2 separate regions of the Hordeum vulgare genome follow, and region 1 is linked to region 2. Evidence: chromatin contacts called from public Hi-C data. All regions are on one chromosome and are shown on one strand. The core of a region is the stretch at or near the end of the contact, and the rest is flanking DNA. Distances in the headings are between cores, read along the strand shown. Region 1 holds the start of LOC123445539 (two-component response regulator ORR4-like). Region 2 has its middle 10 kb from the start of LOC123442189.

Region 1 (4,756 bases), core at 1,155-3,654, 63 kb before region 2:
GACACTCTTACTTGTCGAAAGGACTACGATTGATCCCCTAGACTTGTGGGTCATCAGCATCCAAGAGGGGTTTGGTCATAGATGCGGAATGTGTGGAGATTTCCAAGACAAGAATTGGTGTAGGATACAGGTCAGGAGTGGCCGCTCAACATACTTGCTAGTTGTGATGATACCATGCGGGACTGCACAATTATGCTGTTATGGAGAATTTGGTCCCTTCGTTCAGATTTAGCGCATGGGAAAGATCTTCCATCAGTGGCTGTAACTGCTGATTATCTTCAGAGTTATATGAACTCGTTGAACATGTGCAGGAGATTTTCTACTGATGCGATTACCAATGGAAAGATGCCGATGTTCCAGGACTTGGACGTCCAACATAGCATTCCACGCAGTCCCTTGTATGGCTGAGTTCATGAGAAGGCCAGGTTGTGTTATCTATTGATGGTGCATTCATCCTCTCCGATGGTTCATCGACAGCTGGGATGATTCTGCGATGACACGATGGAAATGTTGGAAATATGCCCTAGAGGCAATGATAAATAGTTATTATTATATTTGCTGTTTAAAGATAATCATTTATTATCCATGCTATAATTGTATTGAATGAAAACATAGATACATGTGTGGATACATAGACACAACAATGTCCCTAGCAAGCCTCTAGTTGGCTAGCCAATTGATCAAGGATAGTCAAGGTTTTCTGACTATGTGCAAAGTGTTGTTGCTTGATAACTGGATCAAATCATTAGGAGAATCATGTAATGGACTAGACCCAAACTATGAACGTAGCATATTAATCGTGTCGTTTTATTGCTATAGTTTTCTGCGTGTCAAGTATTTGTTCCTATGACCATGAGATCATATAACTCACTGGCACCGAAGGAATACCTTGTGTGCATCAAACGTCACAACATAACTGGGTGACTATAAATGTGTTCTACAGGTATCTTCGAAGGTGTCCGTTGAATTAGTATGGATCAAGACTGGGATTTGTCACTCCGTGTGATGGAAAGGTATCTCGGGGCCCACTCGGTAATACGACATCACACACAAGCCTTGCAAGCAATGTGACTAAGTGTAAGTCACGGGATCTTGTATTACAAAACGAGTAAGGAGACTTGCCGGTAACGAGATTGAAATAGGTATGCGGATACCGACGATCGAATCTCGGGCAAGTAACATACCGAAGGACAAAGGGAATGACATACGGGATTATATGAATCCTTGACACTGAGGTTCAAGCGATAATATCTTCGGAGAATATGTAGGATCCAATATGGGCATCCAGGTCTCTCTATTGGATATTGACCGAGCAGTACCTCGGGGCATGTCTACATAGTTCTCGAACCCGTAGGGTCTGCACACTTAAGGTTCGGCGATGTTTTAGTATAGTTGAGTTATATGTGTGGTTACTGAATGTTGTTCGGAGTCCCGGATGAGACCACAGACATCACAAGGGTTTCCGGAATGGTCCAAAGACGAAGATTGATATATAGGATGACTTCATTTGGTTACCGGAAAGTTTTCGGGCATTACCGGGAATGTACCGGGAGTGACGAATGGGTTCCGGAAGTTCACCGGGAGGGGGGCAACCCTCCCGGAGGAAGCCCAAAGGACCTATGGGTGGCGCATCAGCCCTTAGTGGGCTGGTGGGACAACCCAAGAGGGCCTATGCGCCATAGACAGAACCAAAGAAAAAAAGGAAATGTGGGAAGGAAGAGAAGGACTCCACTTTCCGATCCTAGTTGGACTAGGATTGGAGTAGGACTCCTCCTCCTCCCTTTCCGGTGCACCCTTGCCCTCAAGGCAAGCCTCCTTCCCCTCCCTCCTATATATAGTGTTGATTTAGGGCTGATTTCAGACAACTTTGCCGCGTGCAACTCAAATCTAGACACCATAGTTTTACCTCTAGATCGTATTTCTGCGGAGCTTGGGCGGAGCCCTGCGGGAGTAGATCCTTCACCACCATCGGAGCGCTGTCACGCTGCCATAAAATTCATCTACTTCTCCGTCTTGCTTGCTGGATCAAGAAGGCCGAGATCATCGTTGAGGTGTACGTGTGCTGAACGCGGAGGTGTTGTCCGTTCGGCACTAGATCGAAGCCGGACGGATCGCGGGACAGTCTGTGGGATGGTCCGTCTCAAAATAAGTGACTTAAAAATGACTCTATTTTATACTAAAGTTAGTATAAAATTAAATTATTTTTGAGTCACTTATTTTGGGACGAAGTGGTACGAGTGGTTGAGTTTCAAGCCACATCGGGCGGTAAAAATGAGACTCTGCAATCTGTATGTAGCACGGGACGTGGCGTGGCGTGGCAGCCCGCACGAATCTCGAAGAAAGCAGAGGGACCGATCCACGACGCACTGAGCACGGCACCGATAAATGGCAGAGGAAATCAACCGGCTTGCGCTGCTCCGCCCGCTTCCAAAGCCAAAGAAGAGAGCGCTCTCCTCAAACCCACCACCACCACCGAGACAGAGGAGGAGAGAGAGAGAGAGTGGCCACGAGGAGGTAAAGGAGGGGAAATCATGGAGGCGATTTGCTGTGGAGATTCGGGTCCGTGATCTGGTCGGATCCTGCTTTCCCGGGAAGAAGAGGCCGAGGCGGTGGCGGTGGCGGTGGTGGGTGCTGCCATGGTGTGGTGTGAATGAATCATGTCGTCCAGCGCGCCTATATCCTCCCCGTAGCCCTCCCTCCCAGCCCCGAGATGCCGCATTAGCCACCAACGCAGCACTTCCACCGTCTCCCTCAAATCCTCTCCTCCTCTCCCCCACGGCGGCGACGGAGTGACCGGCGAGATTTCCCTCCTCCTCCTCCTTCCACTCTGCCTGAGCGCCAGGATTGGCTCTTCTTCCTGCCTGGACGCGCCATGACGGTGGTGGACGCCGAGTCCCGGTTCCACGTCCTGGCGGTGGACGACAGCGTCATCGACCGGAAGCTCATCGAGATGCTGCTCAAGACCTCCTCCTACCAAGGTGAGCCCAACCTCTTCCAGGTTGAAACTTGCCGGGTTCTTCTTTCTGCTGCTCTTCTTCCCCAAATCTCACGGCCGGGTTCTTTTCTCTGCGAGCGGCGCGTGCAGTGACCACGGTGGACTCCGGGAGCAAGGCGCTGGAGGTGCTGGGATTGAGAGACGAGGACTCCTCCTCCTCATCCTCCTCATCCTCATCCCCTCCCTCCTCCTCCGCCCCCGACCACCATCAGGTACTGCCAGCAGCAAAATCAGCTATACTCGATTCATTCTTCTCATCTTCTCGGTGGTTGCGCCATGGAACGAGATCTGAAACCGGCCACGTGATGCTGTCAACCTTTTTGTGGCAGGAGGTGGGCGTGAATTTGATCATCACTGACTACTGCATGCCGGGCATGACAGGATACGATCTGCTGAGGAGGGTCAAGGTAAAACCATTTTGCAGAGCCCCCCCTTTCAATCCCACCATCCATCCATCAATTCATCCCTGCATCTCGGTCCCAAAAAGTTGCTGCTTAATCCTGGGTTGTGCAGGGGTCATCCTCACTGAAGGACATTCCGGTGGTGATCATGTCCTCTGAGAATGTGCCTGCCAGGATCAGCAGGTCAGCACCATAACCTCACTCACTCATGCACCCCACGAATGCTCTGCTCTGCTCCGCTCACTTCTGCCCATACTTTTTACCCTAGCCACCATGGTTGATCTAGCTAGTACTAGCTCATGAAATCGGCGTGTTGTAGTAAATGGGAATGATTTGTTTTTACTGTTCTCGTGTCTGGTTTAACAGTGCAGTACATGGTCCTTTTATGTACTGTATGATGAGATGGGGGTAGGGGTAGGGGTAGGGGGCTGTGGTGGGGAGCAGAAGGAATATCTTGCCATCATAGAGTACCAGCAGTTTTTGCTTAAAGGAGGAGTAGTTGAATGGCCAATGGATATCAATTTATATTTGCAAGGAGGCCTCTTCAGACCTTGGGATTGGTTTTTTATTAAATAGCATAAAAGATTTGCAACTTTTCCACCCTGAATTCGTGCCTTTTTATAGGAGTGAAAAGGCTAGCCAGTCAGCCGTTCATTCGTCCAGAAAATAGGCTGTCTAGTAGTTTGGCACTGCTAGCCCCGAAACTCGCAAAGAAAATCCTCATAAAATTCAATGTTCTTCTTCTGGAGGAAGACAATTTCTAAAATTGACATTCAGACCACAGGAAATGTGTTTCTGAATAAACTTTACTTTGCCGGAAAAGTTTCCGCAAACCTCCAAATAGTTGCTGAAATAACGTGGCGATAGAATCCAAGCATGAAAGATTTGGCCCGTCGGATGTGAACAATGGCATTGGCGATATAGCAGGGCGTGACAAGTGGAGAAAAAGCCGAGGAATTCGCCCCCGCAACAGTCCCGTTGATGTGGTCTCGACCACAATTGAGGGGCCATAAACGCGGGGTGTTTTCATGCATAGATTGCATATCCTTGTGACAATGACCCAAAGCATTTAAGAGCAAATATGTTCCTGTCATCATCAGTGGTGGGTGGTCAAGATCTGGCAAAATCTTTTCGGGCTCAACTCAAAGATTTGTTGGGAAAAAGAAAATTGTTGCTGCTCCTCTTTTTATGAAAATTTCTGTGGCCACTTGGTGCTGCTAGTGGTGAATAGAAAAAAAGGAACACTTGGCATTAAAGTAGGCCATTGGGTGTGAGTCAAAAGGGCCTGGAAACCCCAAAAGACCGTATCTTTTGCTTGTCCGGGCAAAGATATCTGACATGTACTGCTGCCGGCGTGTCC
Region 2 (4,214 bases), core at 1,080-3,579:
AATAATTTAAAACTTCAAATAATCTTTAAATTTTTGATAAACTGAAAATTATAAATCAACATATTTAAAAAACTAAAATGTTTGTCACTTCAAAAACTGGTCGGAGTTTTGTAAAAAATGCTCGCATATACAATAAAATGTTTGCAATTTTAGAAAAATGTCTGTACAATTAGAAAAGTCCATGATCTCAAATACAATTTCATGTATTAAAAATTATTAAAGGTATTTAAGAAAATGCTGTCTAATTCAAAATAAGTTAATGCATTTAAAAAATGTCATAAAATTTGGAAAATAGCTAATGCCTGTTTTGATAGTTTCTTTTTTTATTTAAAATTTTCTGTTCCATTTTTGTTTATTTATAATTTAAATAATTTAGAATTACAAAACTTTTGCATATTAAAAAATAGGTATTTTGAATATAAATGCTGACGAATTTTTATTTTGAATTAAAAATAGGATTCAAGAAAGCGCCGGATTTTTATATTTTTTTGCAAATTCCAAAACAATGTCCATGAATTTAATAAATATATTACTGACTTATAAAAATGTTGGTTTATTCAAAAAAACTTCATGCGTTTCAAAAAATGTTTGTGAATTTAAAATAAAATCCTCCAACAGAAAAAATTATGTTCGTCTTTTCTTGAGTTGGTCGCCAATTCAAAAGAAAATATTTAAACTCGTTCGAAATATAAAAAATATTCACGATTTTTAGTAAATGTTTGTAAATGATAAAAAATGTTCTCAATTTTAAAATTGTTTCCATATTTGTAAAATTGTTCATGAATGATCTAATGTATGTAGTTAAACATTAATGCTTCTAAATCTTTGTGACAATATACCTGTGTGAATTTTGAAGAATTAACTGTTGGATGGATCGGATTATTATTGTATGTTTTTTAAAAAAAATTCTTGAAATTCAGAATAAATCTTTGGGTTACCAAGATTTTTGACAACCATGATATATATTTTTTGAAAATGTAAAGATTGCTTTAACTTGTTAATAAATTTAAAAAAAGAAACATTTTCTTGCATTTGTACATAAATTTTTTAAATCAAGCGATGATATGCGAACGTAATATGGTCACCATCATTGAAGATTTTGTTTTTTTCTTCCGTGGCAACGCACGGACCATTTTGCTAGTTATGAATAAAGAAAGTATAATCTAATGCACATGATAACTCAGACCCATTATGCAAATAGTAGTGCAACAGAAATACTTTCTCCGTTTCTAAATGAAGTCTAACTTTTTTCTACTACGTACTACATACTAAACAAAATGAATGAATCTTCACCTTAAAATATGTCTGTATACATATGTATGTAGTTCGTAGTGTAATCTTTAAAATAATCTACAATGGGACTTAGCAAAAATAACCCCTACACACCCACGAACGCATCCGGTCTGTGACTGAGCGTGTATGTTTTGAACCCTTACATTTTTCGTCCGTGTAGCTGCATTTTTTTTTCATATGTCCGGTGACTTCAACTTGATTGATGGAAAAGAAGTGAGAGAAAGAAAATTGAATAAGGAAAAAGAAAATATGGTCTAGGATGGGGCCAAGTTATACTGACGCGTCCGTGAGCTCTTATATCATCTCTTAATTTAAGATGAATTTGAGAAGTACCGGCGAGTCAAACATTTAGAAAGGAAATGAAGGGTCTGATTAAATCATTTTTTTAGTGGAAGCAAAGGCGGAGCTTTAGCCTAATATGTGTGTGTGTGTGTGTGGGTGGGGGGGGGGGGGGGGGGGAGGGACATAACTATTACAGCAGTTTTCACGGAGAAATAGGCCTAATACAAAGCAATATATATAAATTTCTTGTGAGCTGAGGGAGCCATGGCCAGGTTGGCCCATGAAGTTTCACTGAGTGGGAGGGCATGCATTTCAAAAGCTTGTGGAGGATATATGGGTCCTGTAGATGCTTTAAAAAAACTTATATTCAGAAAAGAGGGAGTACTAGACACGTGGAGTAGATGAGCTGGTAGGAGAATAAGTTGCTACCAACGTGTGCATGGGCAGACTTTTTCCACCTTGGTTAGCGATATGGGCATCTAGATAACTGAGAACAGTGGTCATGCGAGAATTTGGCAGCCGAGCACGAACCTTCCACGCCACGCCGGCCGGGGGCGAGCCCCGAGCAGGAGCAGGAGCAGGCAGGCAGGATCTCTGTCGATCCCGGGAAGTTGATCGTGTCGACCGGTGTCACCGACGGCGACCGGAAAGGCGCGCCCGGGGCAGACAAAAGCTGCGGCGTCCGGCCCCAAGGAGATCGATCGAGGCGTGCGTGGCCCCGTACAGCGTCTGTATGGGAAGAAGGAGACCGCGAGATCGCCGCACATGGCCGCGGCGACGGCGTGGCACCACAACGGCGAAAGCAGAGGGAGGAATAATCCTCTATAACCCATGCCGTCTTCTTCCCGCTCTCTGCTCATGAGGTGTCACCTGTCCTGTCTGACCCAGAGACACTGTGTCGTTCCTTTTAGCAGCGTGTCTGCTCTGTGCAAAGTTAGTAGATGAGGATCGACCACGCATCTTCTTGGTCTTTGGTTCATATCATATCCTTCGGCGCATGTGGACTGGAGTGGGGTTTCTTTCCTTTCTCAGAGACGTGACTGACTGTGCAATCGCCAAATTCACAGCAAGCTTAGAGCATCCACATCCCGATCTTGCAAATCCGGTCTCGTGGACGCTTTTTGGTGCATCGACAGACACTGATCATTCATGTCTTAAGTTTTCGTCTCCACATCCACATATCTCATATCCGGTGCCTTATATTCATACTACACATGCACGTCGAAATAATTTATGTGATCAAACATCGAAAAAAAAACGGAAGCGAACGAACACAAAATTTACGACAAACGGACATCCATCATCATCCAAAACATCATCGAGTTTGCAGGACATAGTTCATCATGACCTAAAAACTATATTAACGATGCGTAGGGGAGAGGGGCATATCATCACTTCCTCGCTAGACCTTTTTCCTTTGGATCATCGGCGCAACTATAGCCGTCCGCGGCTGGCGGAGGGTCTTGGTCGTCGCAGGAGGAGCTGTTGTTGTCGTTTGTCGTCGATGAGGACAATGAGCCCCCCATCCGTTCTACCGTCCTGTCCTGCTCCCGCTTCGACTGCGCGAGTCGGGCATTCTCCTCCGCTGCCTCCTTCACCTCGCACTCCGACTGCTCAATAGCAAGCCGGAGCGCCTTCACATTCTTTCGTCGGAGGCGTCGAGCGTTTGTCTCCGCTCTCGTGAGGGACCAGCGGTACACCCATGCAAGGAGGCGTTCATCCTCGTGGGGCTCTGTCGGCATCCCGCGGTGGCGACACATAGAGTGCCCCGTTGCCTCTCATGGCGGGCGGAGCGCGCCTTCGATTTTGGAGTGTGCGTGCGGGCGCTGGCCGGCAGAGCAGGCACTAGGACCCAACGCTGACCGTGTGGAGCAGCACCGGGCGTGGAAGACACGGTGCGGGGCTGATGCAGACTGTGCATCCCTTTGGGAGCTTCGCGAGGACCGGGAGGGTCCAGCTCCGGCATCCGTGCTCCGCCGTATTGGGAGTGGCGGCGTAGCTCCAGATCCAGGGTTATCACGTGTCTCCACCTTGGACCGCTCCAAGGCGATGTGGAGGGCCATCTCGTTAGAGTCGATGTTAGAGTCGTCATAGCGGCTGTCGGCACGCGACATTCTACTCGATAGGATCAGGCTCGGAAAGGGAGAGTGAGCTAGAGTTCGGAGCGAGGCGCTCGAAGTGGTTTTTTTTTGGGACAACAGTGGGATCGGTGGTGTGTCGGGCCTGTCACGCGGGTGTGCCCGGGTGTTACCGGGGCACCCCTTATCCATCCTATATTTGGGCTGGATATGAGGGATGCCCGTCACCTCGAGCGTATGAGGCGGGTTTGAGAGGTCCGGTTGGGTCGTGTTTTTGTGACTGATCACTGACCGGATATCCTACCCTGTGACGGATATGAGAGGTCCAGCTGTAGATGGTCTTATACAAGGCATTTCTTGGGTCAGGCCTATAAAAGCCCGACGTGCAAATTCTAGACCCGAGCCCTTCTCAAAAGGAGTAAATAGAAACACGCATACTCCAACTCTTGGTTCACATCATATACATTGCCCCATGTGGAGTAGAGTGCGGTGGCTAAATTTCGTGTTTTGACCCTTGTATGTAAGTTGATCTAGATCTGATCTTAGTTGGTAAAAATTTCA

What was found. Hi-C and Micro-C count contacts between places; a contact is called where the count stands out from the background.
Region 1: a Hi-C map of seedling shows a contact between it and region 2, with 4 times the contacts expected there. The contact joins the promoter of LOC123445539 here to the enhancer-like site in region 2. A contact is called at or near these places in 2 of 6 Hi-C or Micro-C datasets (leaf and seedling).

What each region holds. Positions count from the first base shown.
Region 1 is chr3H:599,147,145-599,151,900 of MorexV3_pseudomolecules_assembly, reverse strand. LOC123445539 (two-component response regulator ORR4-like) reads left to right here and starts at 2,404. Exons shown (of 5, transcript XM_045122529.1): 1 at 2,404-2,978; 2 at 3,086-3,207; 3 at 3,325-3,402; 4 at 3,509-3,579. The coding sequence starts at 2,873.
Region 2 is chr3H:599,085,031-599,089,244 of MorexV3_pseudomolecules_assembly, reverse strand. No RefSeq gene overlaps it. Among protein-coding and RNA genes, the nearest start is that of LOC123442189, 10 kb to the right of the region's middle. Within about 2 kb of position 2,329, at least 3 of the 3 cell types and tissues checked have open chromatin away from gene starts, as enhancers often do. A contact at or near this core is called in leaf and seedling, where this site is marked.